Linked DNA regions of Zea mays: all the other regions are linked to region 3. Evidence: chromatin contacts called from public Hi-C data. All regions are on one chromosome and are shown on one strand. The core of a region is the stretch at or near the end of the contact, and the rest is flanking DNA. Distances in the headings are between cores, read along the strand shown. Region 1 holds the start of LOC100194025 (F-box family member). Region 2 has its middle 63 kb from the start of LOC109939524. Region 3 holds the start of LOC100191363 (Sec14p-like phosphatidylinositol transfer family protein).

Region 1 (3,705 bases), core at 180-2,679, 610 kb after region 3:
GGTAACACTCATGCACCTGAGATTCTGCAGGCCAGCAGCATTAGCCATCACCCAGAAACCCCTCTCACCAACAGTAGCAAGACGAGTAAGTGAAAGGTCAGTGATGGCCTTCCCGTAGTATCCAATCACAGCAAGTGAAGCATCAGTTATGTTCAGTCCCTGGAGCCGGATCTTAGCAAGCGAAGCAGTGGCAGAGCACACCAGGCTGGAGATGCCTTGGTCACCAACAAGAGGACAGTTCTTGATGTTCACAGCTTGCAGTTTCATGCAGCTGCGGCCAATTGCCCTCAAGCCCTCATCGCCAACACTAGAGCATGCCTCGATGGTCAGAGACACCAAGTCGGGGCACCCCTGCGCAAAAGCGGCGAGGCCCTTGTCTGTGATGAGGGGGCATCGAGAAATATCCAGACGCTCCAGCAAGGGGCACCCGGCGGCGATCTCCACAAGTCCAGCGTCGGTGATAAGAGGCACGTCCCAGAGCGCGAGCGAGCTGAGGTTGGGGCTGCCGCGTGCAACCGCCGAGAGTCCTTGGTCTGTGACGCCACGGGCCGGGTGGCTTCCACGGACGGAGAGCTTCTCCAGCCCGCCACAGGATCCGGCGACGACGGCCATGGCGGCCAGGCGGACGTCGGTGGCCTCCTTGCCCTCGAGGACCCTGTCAACGCACCGATCCGCGGGGACCTCCTCCTTATCCTCCTCCATGACGAACTCCTCGTTCAGGTCCGGCAGCGACGGGGTGTCCGCCGCCGCGGCGGCCTGGCCGAACTCGGAGACCCGGATGCTGCCGAGGAGCGCGAGCCAGCGGCGGGAGACGCAGGCAGCGGCGCCGCGACGGCCGGGCACGCGGCGCAGGATCTCGAAGAGGCACTCGTCCGGGAGCGCGTCGAGCGACGGAAGCTGCCTCTGCTTCTTGGCCGCCCTCACGCACTCCGCGGCCGCGGCGGCCACAGCGGACGCGGCCACTAGCGTGCGCTTCCGCTGCTGCACGGCGCCGCGGCAGAAGAGTCCGGCCAGCTCAGCCGGCGCCGAGACGAGGCACCCGTCATCTGGTCCATCCAAGAAGCAACCAATTAACCATCAGAACGGGATGCCACACGTAATCCCTCCCTCCCAGCGTAAAATCTCAAATCGATCGACAGAGCTCCTAAGAAAAGAAGAATAAAGAGGATGTTTTTCGCCCTCACCTCCGTAAGCGTAGAGCGCAGGCATGTCTCCGAGTCACCCAACACCGAAGCGACCCCTTCCCCTCCCACTCGAATCAAGACCAGAAGAACGAGCACCACCGGATCTGAGGCACCGAAGAGGGCCGGAAGCATTTACAGCCCGCCGGAGCAAGGAAAACGGAACCCTGTCGCCGCCGGCGACAGGGAAAAAAGGAAGCGAAGGAAGGAGGGGGAACCTCGGTGGGGAGAGGGGAGGAGACCGACCTAGGGGAGGAAAAGAAGACGGCGAAGAGATGGGAGAGGAATATAGGGGGTAGAGAGAGAAAAGGGTGGTTGGCAGCTTGGCCCGCTTGCGTGTGGCACTGTGGCCGCGGCCTGGCGGAGCGGATGAATCCGGATCGGGGAAAGGAGAGCGCGCACCCTTGTCCCTTGGTGCGCCCAAGGGACGTGGCGGGGGCCTCGGCGTCGCGTGCCCCTCGACACCCGTGGCGCCAAGTTGCATTGCACCGCACGCGGCGAGCTGGATTCATTGAACCTCCGCGCTGGACAGGTACGGCCGTACGGCGTAGAGCGGGGTCGTTTGGATGGAAGCAGATGAAAGTGGTAATAGAACCGCTAGATAAATTTAATATTTTAAAATAAATATTCATAAAATTTTATGTTGATTTTTATTATACTATCAAGCTCATTATTATAAATAAGAATAAAATATTGTATAAATTGTTTTATGTGTTATTTACTTCCTACAATAAAAATATAAAAAATTTGTCGAATTTGTTTTTAAATCCATACCAAATTTTATTTATACCTATCATTTGAGAAGATATAAGATGAATTTAAGGTTTACCTTTTATAAATCTTTACAATCTCAATGTTAAAAATAAGAATACACATTTATATGGTAGATTTTATATCCTATTTATTTGCAATCAAAGAAAAACGACCAAAAAACTGATTACCGAATAAATATTGTTTCCGATTGTTTTCATCCCTTACTAGATACAGATGTACAGGATGTCTTCATTGGATCATACAAAGCATTATTTTACACTATATATTACATTATTTATAGAGTAAATTTTAAAATGAGAGATATAATAGAAGATATGATAAGTAATCTGCTCGAGACAGTCTAAACACTAATCAAGACTACATCTCTTTTCTTCTCTTCTCTATCTTTACTCCTATAAAGTATCAGTTTTCCTAGTTTTCATTGTCGTCCCTTTAAAAAATATTTATGTTTTTTTTCTAATCTAACTCGCGGTCCACTGTCATCGTGTGTCGTTACCTCCTAGATAAAACAAGAGAAAACACAAAACCCAACATAACGCAAAACTGCACGGAGCGCAGCACTCCTGAATAGTATCATATGTCCACCTCGCTAGATGAAGTAGGACGAACGATCGAGTTAGCTATAAACCTGGTTTCCACTGTCACCCCTTTTGCAAAAAAAGTCATTATACTTCTTTTTAATCTAACCTGGGATCCACGCTCATCGTGTGTTGTCATAAGGCCATGAGAAATCGTCCAAGCACAACACGACATGAAGCCACACGTAGCACAATGCTCTCGGGTAGTACCACCTTACTAGCTGAAGAAGGATAAGCGACCGAGTTAGCTATAAAAAAGGGGCATGTCAGATATTCAACTAATATCTTTCTCGGACTTTTAGCTAAGATAAAGTACAATATTTAATATCTAGTATGTGAGTCATATGTCCACTTTAATTTTAAACTTATTTTTTGTAGGGAGGGTCCACTTTAGTTTTAAATTTTTTTATAGAGAGGGTCCATCACAGTGTGTTGCCATTGTGCCCTCATGTGTTGTACAACCATTGCAATATAACCATTGCAATATATCGCCAAATATGATTGGTGTCGTTGCAAGGTGCATGCATTGTACTAGTGCATGCATTATGAGGGTGTTTGGTTCCCTTAGTCAGCCTTCTAAATTTTAGGTACTAAACTTTAGTCCATAGAATTTCTATTTGTAAAGTCTCATTTAGTCATATTGTTTGCCAGTTTAGCGACTAAAAGTACTAAACTTTAGTTTAGGAGGTGGGAACCAAACACCCTAGGGATAACTTTTTCCAAGAAATCAAATAAGTTAGAAATAATTATATTGATGATGATAAATCCTTTTATCCTAAATAAGTTAATGTATTAAAGTAGGTTAGAGTTACAAAACAAATAGAAACCACCTCATGATTTGGACACATGGATGCTTATTTTCTATGCACTTCTATTCAATGCTAAATCTTTATAAAGTTATTTTCTAATTACTGCTTCTTCTCATATCAGCTTCGGTTTGAATTTTTAATGTGTAGTTGTACTTGGGGTATCTGAGGGGTTTTTAGGTCTGCTCAAGGTTCCAGCTCCATCATTGTGGTTCTTGAGTTGAATTCTCGCTTCATTACTCTTTTGATTGAGTATTTTATTTGATCTTTGCCTTCCAAGTTGGAGAAGGGTTTTGTAGTTGAATTTGGGTTGAGAAACTATTCTAGAACCATTGCCACCTACGGTATGGGTTGATTCAATTCGAG
Region 2 (3,900 bases), core at 511-3,010, 530 kb after region 3:
TGTACTTTTGCAAGTCTTACCCGTCAAAGGAAAAGACTCTCAAGGATATGCTGGCTTTTGGGAATCAAGGTAAAGCCTTTCAAGATTCAAAGACTCTTTTTGCAGAAAAGCTTACTATCCGTGGATCCTTAAAAATCCATTTTTAATTATCAAGTTAAGTAGTTACCTGCATCTAGAGTCCTTTCTATCCTAGATCAAACACTTGGCCTATACTAGCCTTCTTTTATCACCCCTTCAGTTCACTTGTTTGCTACATGTAGGTCAGTGACCAAGTCTTCATGTCCGAGAAGTAACGACGATCTCCAACCACACGACATATGTAGCACTTACTTAACCCTTGCATATGTCAACTCGCCACCAGGTTTCTCAAGACCAGAATGGGTTCACGCCAACTGAGAGCACATATACTCCACCGTCCAGCCTCTTGCCACGAAGGGTACACGCTACTCTCGCCATCTCTCCACTCCCATTGTGTGGTAGCCTTTCTGGTATTGGTCCGACCGAGGCAAAGCTTACTAATGATGAGGCATATGGCCAGTTAAAAGGTCCTCGATCATCAAGCCTACATTGGCTCGATCCTTAAACGACTTAGACGGAGACACTACACCGAGACTTCCTTCTTGTGCAAGTCACAGCCCGGTCTCGTTTTTATCATTTAAGATCCCAAAGTTTGGTACCTGACAGAGGTACTTCTTTTCTGTTGTTGAAACCATCACGGCCATGATGGATTCCTCATCACAAGTATTTTCTTTGTAAAAATTCCCATCCAGGGTGAAGCATCACCTTTTGCCTTAAAACAAAACATTTGTTTTTCTAAAGCAAGACTAAGCATCATAAAAATCATTTTCATAAAAGGGAATCAAGGAATGGTAATCAATTTTCTATGGAAAGAAATACATCAATTGTTTGACACACAACTCCTATCACCTAATGCATCAAATAAGGTGATAACGTTTTAAAGCAGCAAGGAAAGGGATAATGCACCGGGGCTTGCCTTGTGTTGCAGGAGGTTCAGGGTCCACTCTGTAGATGTCGAAGTAAAAGTTGTTCTCGGCTGGAGGATTTTCAGCTTGGGAGACAACTTCTTTTTCTACCATGGTTTCTTCCTCGTGTTCTATACATGACAATACATGTACATGAATATTTATGCGATGTCATGAATATGCAGTTGCACAATAGAAACATACTAAGTTGTATCTTCTAAGTTGTATCTTGAATACAACTTTCCTTCACGGTACAAGCTAATCACTAGGGTTTCCTAACCTATCATTCTATTAGTATTAAGTAACTTAACCCTAGGAGGTTAGTAATTGGGTTTTTGACCAAACAATGTCCAAAACATTTCAAACTTCATCCAAGATCATCAATTATCATACTAAGCCTACGCAAAAAATTTCACAATTTTTGGAGTTACTAAATTATTTATAAAATTCTAAAAGGCTTGGTTTGAACATCTTTAAATGTTAAATATTTCCAGGTTTGGGATAAAAATATTGGAACTATTTTTCTTAAATACTATGTGATTTTAAGAGTCTAGCAAAATTGGTCTCATGATTTTACCAATTTTCTACTATTTTCTACAAATTTCCTAATCTGGCAGTAAAAAGAAAAGGAAAAAGAATGAGTAGTGATGGGCTCAAATTAGCCCGAGTCGGCCCGCGAACAGGGAAACACACCCGCGGGATTGGTTTTGCGCAAAGGTACCTGGCCAAATGAATAACCGGTAAAGAGCCCCTGAACACTATTCCGATTTCTCACTGACAATCGCAGATAGGCCCTCCTATTTCTGTTTCTTCACGATTCAGGACCCTGGTCATAGAACACGCGAATACCCAGACGGAATCGCCTGTTCTCGCCGGTGGTGACCCATTCTTGTGGTGGCGAGCGCTCGGACACCCCCATGGATGCGACCCGAACATATTTATGCGCTCAATTTGACCCGAGCGTCGCTAACACCTAGTTGTCTGCGGCAATGGCAGAACTGGATCGTTGACATGCTGGTACTGGCCTACCCAAACCGGTCTAGCTTAATTCAAGGATGCAGCACCAACTAGTGACCTACTAGGGCTATGGTGCTCACGCAATTTTGGATAGAGATTACCAGGAACGGTCGGTCGACGTGAGCTATGTCCGCGGCGGCGTTCCTGGACATTAATGCGACATTCCCTATGCTACGGTGCGGTAGCGTTCAATCGGCCGAGACGGAGAGCTTCACTAGCGTCAGAGGAGGCAGAAACATGGATAAGAGGGACACAAACGGACCTGAGATCGGCTGGCCACAGTGAGATGCCTCACGGCGGTGTTGTTGGCTGATTTGGGGGAAAACGGGAATTTGCGAGCTATGGTGGACGATCGGGAGCGAGGAGTGGTGCATTGGGTTCGTAACGAGATAGCGGAGCAGGGAGGGCACTCAATTTATAGTATTCACTTGTATGCTTCATGAATTTGGGATGAGAACGTTACAGCGGCAATCAGCTTTCTTCCACTATGGCCCGGCGTCGTGGCACACGACGACGCGATGACACGGCTGGCTACCTACGGTCACAGGAGTATTATACAAGTGCATGGACACCACGTATAAGAGAGACACGGTGAGGGAGAGCTTGGCCGCCCGTGACACCGCGACATGGAGCACTCAAGTGAGTGTTGTGCGCCGATCAGATTTTTACCCCTCCCCAGCTCAATCCGTAGAGCAGTGAATCTGCCCAAGGTTATCCACTCTCCACAGGCACGAATCTCCCAGGCGAGCACGAATTGCGGCGGAAGATCACCGGTGTTGGGTTCACGCCACTAGAGATCTTTTCAGCTACTGTACCATAGCGATCTTCTTCAGTGCGCCTGACCGAGCGATTTGAGGAGCTTGTTCTCAAATTTTTATGTGACAAACTGCTAATCCGACTACATCAAAGTTGTTGCCCTATAAACCAGATTTAATTTAGTTACAGAGATCTTGGTCAAACATCCACTGGATCGAGCACTACTCAGTTCTAAAGTTGATCCAATGCAACTGCTAGTCTGATTTCAGACTGATACTCGACTGACAGCCCATCTTCTAGTCCATTTGGCTCAAATTTCTGCACCATTCTTGGGCTAGATCACTCAATCAAAATTGGACTACTATAGTAGCTCTACAATTTTGTTGTAGTAACTCCTAACAAAATCTTCATAGATCAAGAGATACAGGGGCTTAATGTCAGCCCAATATCACTATTTTTTAGAGTTAAGCATTTGGGTGCTCTTTGACCTTTTTGCAATTTAACCCAAATTACTCCACAAAACATGGAAATCTCCAAATGTAAAAGTTGTTAGTTTTTGTTACCCTACCACTTTGATATATGCACTTTGGTCCAAAAGTGCATAGAAATTGAAATCAACTTGTAGGGCACTAATTAGGGTTTCTAGGGTTTTAGTTAGGGTTTGGAGTGTTCTAGGGTTTAAGTGGCACTCAAACTTTCCAAGTTTAGTCTTCCTTGAACATCTCTACTAACCTTTGAGATCATACTCTAATTCTCATCTCACACACCCACATGCTTCAAATCCTTGAGTAAGTGCCCTATCCTAGGGTTAGAGATCAAGTCAAGTCATCACATCACAACTTGTTTTGAAGTTTTTACCTAGTGGATGCAGTCTAAGTGTAACATACATAATGAAATGCTAATGCATATGATGTCATGCCCAAGATTTAGTTATAGTAACACCAAGGGTGTTACAAAAACAATATTATAATCCATATTGCTCATTAATAAAATGATACAAAATGTATATTACATTTGTACCTTTGGCTTGCTCGAAGGTAAAAGTCCGAATACAATTTCTCCAATCAGCCCCACAGTATGGGGGTATTGTTCATCTATGTGATACCCAATTTTATGAAAAGAAGTTAAATCTTTTTCTCTCTTC
Region 3 (4,007 bases), core at 337-2,836:
ATGAAAGTCTTGCAAGCTGACCATCTTAACGAGGTCAACTATGGAAGCAGAACTCACAACATTAGATACTGCTTCAGTTGAGGCTGAGTGGCTTCGTGAACTCTTTATGGATTTACCAGTGGTTGAAAAACCTGTGCCGGCTATTTTTTATGAACTATAATAATCAGATTGTGATAATTAAGATAAATAGTTCTAAGAATAATATGAAGTCGAAAGAGGCGTTTGAAATCTGTTAGGAAATTGAGAAACTCTAGAGTAATAGCGTTGGACTATCTCCATACGGCTAAATATCTGGCAGATCAATTTACTAAGGGGCTATCACGTAGTGTGATAGATAGTGCATCAAGTGAGATGGCTCTGAGACCCACCTAAAGTTTATCATAATGGTAACATGTTCTATGTGATCGAGATCCCGTGAATTAGAATGGTGAAACAAGCTAATGGTATACTGAGAGGAATAAGGATCATTTCAGATGCACATCTTTCCTTACTGTAAGGAAGGTTGATGTTTACACCTTAATATATTCCAAGTGATTTTGTGAAGTAAATATATCGTCACATACATCACATTGATTTTCTGGATTACATTAAAACTAATGATGCCTAATTCTCTGACACTCTAGCCCTCTGCGTAAATTAGTCGATTTTTATTGGATAATTTTCCGAAAGTTGCATTTGTTCACATGAATTCCAAATCAAACGTTCTATATATGTTTTTCGACTCACACAAGAAACACAATGATAAGAGTTCATTATACACTTTAACATAATTAGTTTAGTCGGTTTGGAAACTACGGAAAACTCTAAATTCAGCCCCTTCTGAGAATTTTGACTTTCCAGAAAATACAAACAGAACCTAATATAAGCATTATATATGGGCTGTTCTAACAAAAAAAATATTATGAGATTTATTTTCAAAAGTATTTTCTTACAATATTGATTTCTACAATATTAAACATATTATATGGGGCCGCTCTTTATTTTGAAGAAATTAAAATTTACTTAATAGAGTATGTTATTTGTTTTAAAATTTAATTCTGTACAAAGTTTAGATATAAATATATCTTAAATTTATAGGATAAAGTGTGGAAATTAATTTTATATATCACTAGTTCATTTTTCTACTTATAACTTATAACACGTTCTTCTTCTCACTCTTCTATAGTAGAGATATAACATATACATATCTTCCATATATGACAACAACAATATATAAATAAATTCTATATAAAATCATATTAGCTTAATTGATATATGTTTGAATTAGGTTTATTAGAAAGAAATTCAATTCTAAGATCCAAACGGTTAGAGGAATATTCTGGCAAAAAATAAATATTCCTTATATCTTTTATATGGACACTGTTTTTCTCATATCGTTTACATATTATAAAAAAGAAAAGATATTTTCATTTTCGGGTGGGCGGTAAAAAGTGGAGCAGTGTGAATTGTACTTGTACGGCGTGATGCGGTTCCCCTTCTGTCTGCCGCCGAGGTCCGAGCAAACTGTCGTACAGACTGAGACGCTTGCGCGATTAGCGAACGGAACGGAAGGAAGACCGTGGAAGCAAAGGCGCGCAGGCGCAAGGGAGCAGAGCACACGGCACACCACAAGAGAACAAATACACCTCAGGTGGCCTTCCTAAGATCGCCGACTGAATCTACCTCGCTTCGCGCCTCCAGTTCCGCACCGGGACTGCCGAATCTGTGCTCGGGATCGTCTCTTCCAGCGGCAATGGGGGCCGATTCTGAGGACGCCGTCAAGCAGCTCAGCCTCCTCATGGAGCAAGGTGCGTGCTTTCTTGCTTTAGTGAAGCTTCGCGCCATTTCTCGGGGCTTCTTTGCGGTTGTTGCGGTGTCCTGTCTTTCTGACTTCGCTATTCTTGGTCTGGATCTTTGCAGTGGAGGCCCCGCTGAAGAGATCATTTCAGGTATGGATCTGGAGTGCACTATATCCATTTCGTTGGGACAGCATGGATCTTGGTTTTGTTTCTGGTAGAATTTAGCTCATGTAGTCACATCGTAGTGTAGCTTTGCAAGTTTCAGCGAGATTTGAGCTGATTTAGAGAGAGTGAGGTACTCACTGTATCGTTAATCCTTATGAATGGCTAAATCGGCATAGGTCAAATTGGGGGTGATCCACTTCATATCTGATCGTTTCTTGGGTAATAATATATGCTAGAGATATGATGATGCAGCTATTACTGCTAGGAAGTGCATGCTCGGAGATGTTGTTTGATCTGTAACAAGTAGTATGTTCTATGTGAATTTGCTGCATTGTCAATGGGGTAGTCAGGTTTAGTGGTGCTTGTCTGCTTGACCTTACCCATAATGGCTCTGTGAAATTCGTTATAGTTCCCTGGGTTGACATCAGTTGTGAGCCCATGGATCGTCTTCTACTGTCATTGGAATAGCAGAATCATGCTGATCCCAGACTATCAAATACTGTGCTTAGTCAGTTTGGACATGTTTAGGCTGAGATCAGTTGGGAGCCCCGTGGATCATGCTTCCAATCCACGATGAAATGAATGGAAAGACTACTGATCTCTAGTCCATTAAATATGTTAAGTTGTTTTGGACATATTCGGGCATTCTGCATGCCATCTGTATACGTTCGTAACTAACTGCCATCTAGGAACTTTTGTGTCTTGTGGCATAATCCTCTCTTTTGGTTTTTAACGTCAACCAAACTTGCAGCCTGGAGTATGAAGGCACATATCCATCTCAACTAGGTTTTCATCACCGCTTAAGAGATGTTCTAAAGGCCATATGTTTTACATGTGTGCTAAATCAGTTCCATTCATTGCTTTGGCGTGAATGGAAATCTTCAGAAACCAACAAGGTTGTGAGTTGTGAGTTGTGACTATGATTTACTAAACTTAAACCCAGGCCCCATTGATTTTAATGGTCTTGTCTTAGCAGATTTTTTATTTGGCTTTTCATTTGGTTCTGACATTTTCTTAGGGGTGCTGGTGGGCGGGGTTAAAAACTGGACGGATACCACTACAAATCTGTTGAATCTCGATCCACGAATCCCTCCCAAGAATTAATTTGTCTACTAGATTAACATGTAAATATTGTAAAGGCTAGTTTTTCTTTCCTTTTTATTGAACGCAAACCAAACATATAGGAGAATTGCTTCATTGGTCCTTTTCCATGAAAATTTGCACATATCTCAAAGCAAACAAATTGTCGGTTAATATGTCACAGGCCTAAATTGCCATGATGGGGTACGAAGGTGTTGGGTCCAAGTCGGACCAACTGTAGCATGCAATCTAGCACGCACTCGTGTAGCGTATTGCAAAGCCCATCTTGGTTAGGATTAGGAAGAGTCTAGAAGCTAGGATTACTTGTGAGTCAAGTTGAGTCGTCGAGTCCTCTCTATAAATATAAGGGAGGTATATCCTTTAAGATTAAGCAAGAACAATTTAGAGGAAGACCCTAATCCTCTCTCCCCCTTCTTCTAGTCGCTAGCCTTTCTCTCTGCCTATGCTGTCCTACCTCTTCTAGCTGCTGCATCATGTCGCCTCCCATGCACACAGCTGATCGTAGCATCCTGTTGTCATCGACCTCTTACTTTGTAATGGCCAGGGCCGGAGCTGAGAATTAATGTGATCTCAAAATATTATACAAAATAAATTTTACTATACCTCAAAAGTTTCTTCTAACATTTCTTTAGGCAAAGTTATTAATGATCGTGTTGATATCAATCACTGTTCTTAAGGCGTCGCCTAGGCGTCCGGGTGGTGGTCTGACGCCTAGGCGCCTTGCCCGCCTACCTCGCCTAGGCGTCGCCTAGGCGTCCAGGCGGTGGTCCAACGCCTTGGACCGCCTTACCGCTTTAAAAACCATGATATCAATAGAATATATGAGTGGTTCTGACAAGTTAACTTTAAAACTCTAAACTCAGATATTAGATTATATAACCCACTATTTACTGTTCTATTAGCTATACAATTAACTGCAAGAGGTGGGGGCCCTAAGATTTGGGGGCCTAGGGCGGCCGCACT

Evidence for each region. Hi-C and Micro-C count contacts between places; a contact is called where the count stands out from the background.
Region 1: a Hi-C map of leaf shows a contact between it and region 3, with 2.7 times the contacts expected there. The contact joins the promoter of LOC100194025 here to the promoter of LOC100191363 in region 3. A contact is called at or near these places in 4 of 25 Hi-C or Micro-C datasets (bundle sheath, endosperm and leaf).
Region 2: a contact with region 3 is called in a Hi-C map of bundle sheath, with 2.3 times the contacts expected there. The contact joins the enhancer-like site here to the promoter of LOC100191363 in region 3. A contact is called at or near these places in 5 of 25 Hi-C or Micro-C datasets (bundle sheath, ear, leaf and 1 more).

Annotation. Positions count from the first base shown.
Region 1 is chr5:118,134,110-118,137,814 of Zm-B73-REFERENCE-NAM-5.0, reverse strand. It overlaps LOC100194025 (F-box family member), which reads right to left and starts at 1,429. Exons shown (of 2, transcript NM_001139088.2): 1 at 1,185-1,429; 2 at 1-1,046. The coding sequence starts at 1,209.
Region 2 is chr5:118,219,486-118,223,385 of Zm-B73-REFERENCE-NAM-5.0, reverse strand. No RefSeq gene overlaps it. Among protein-coding and RNA genes, the nearest start is that of LOC109939524, 63 kb to the left of the region's middle. Within about 2 kb of position 1,760, at least 19 of the 20 cell types and tissues checked have an H3K27ac peak or open chromatin away from gene starts, as enhancers often do. A contact at or near this core is called in bundle sheath, ear, leaf and 1 more, where this site is marked.
Region 3 is chr5:118,747,148-118,751,154 of Zm-B73-REFERENCE-NAM-5.0, reverse strand. It overlaps LOC100191363 (Sec14p-like phosphatidylinositol transfer family protein), which reads left to right and starts at 1,586. Exons shown (of 11, transcript NM_001136797.1): 1 at 1,586-1,787; 2 at 1,900-1,928. The coding sequence starts at 1,733.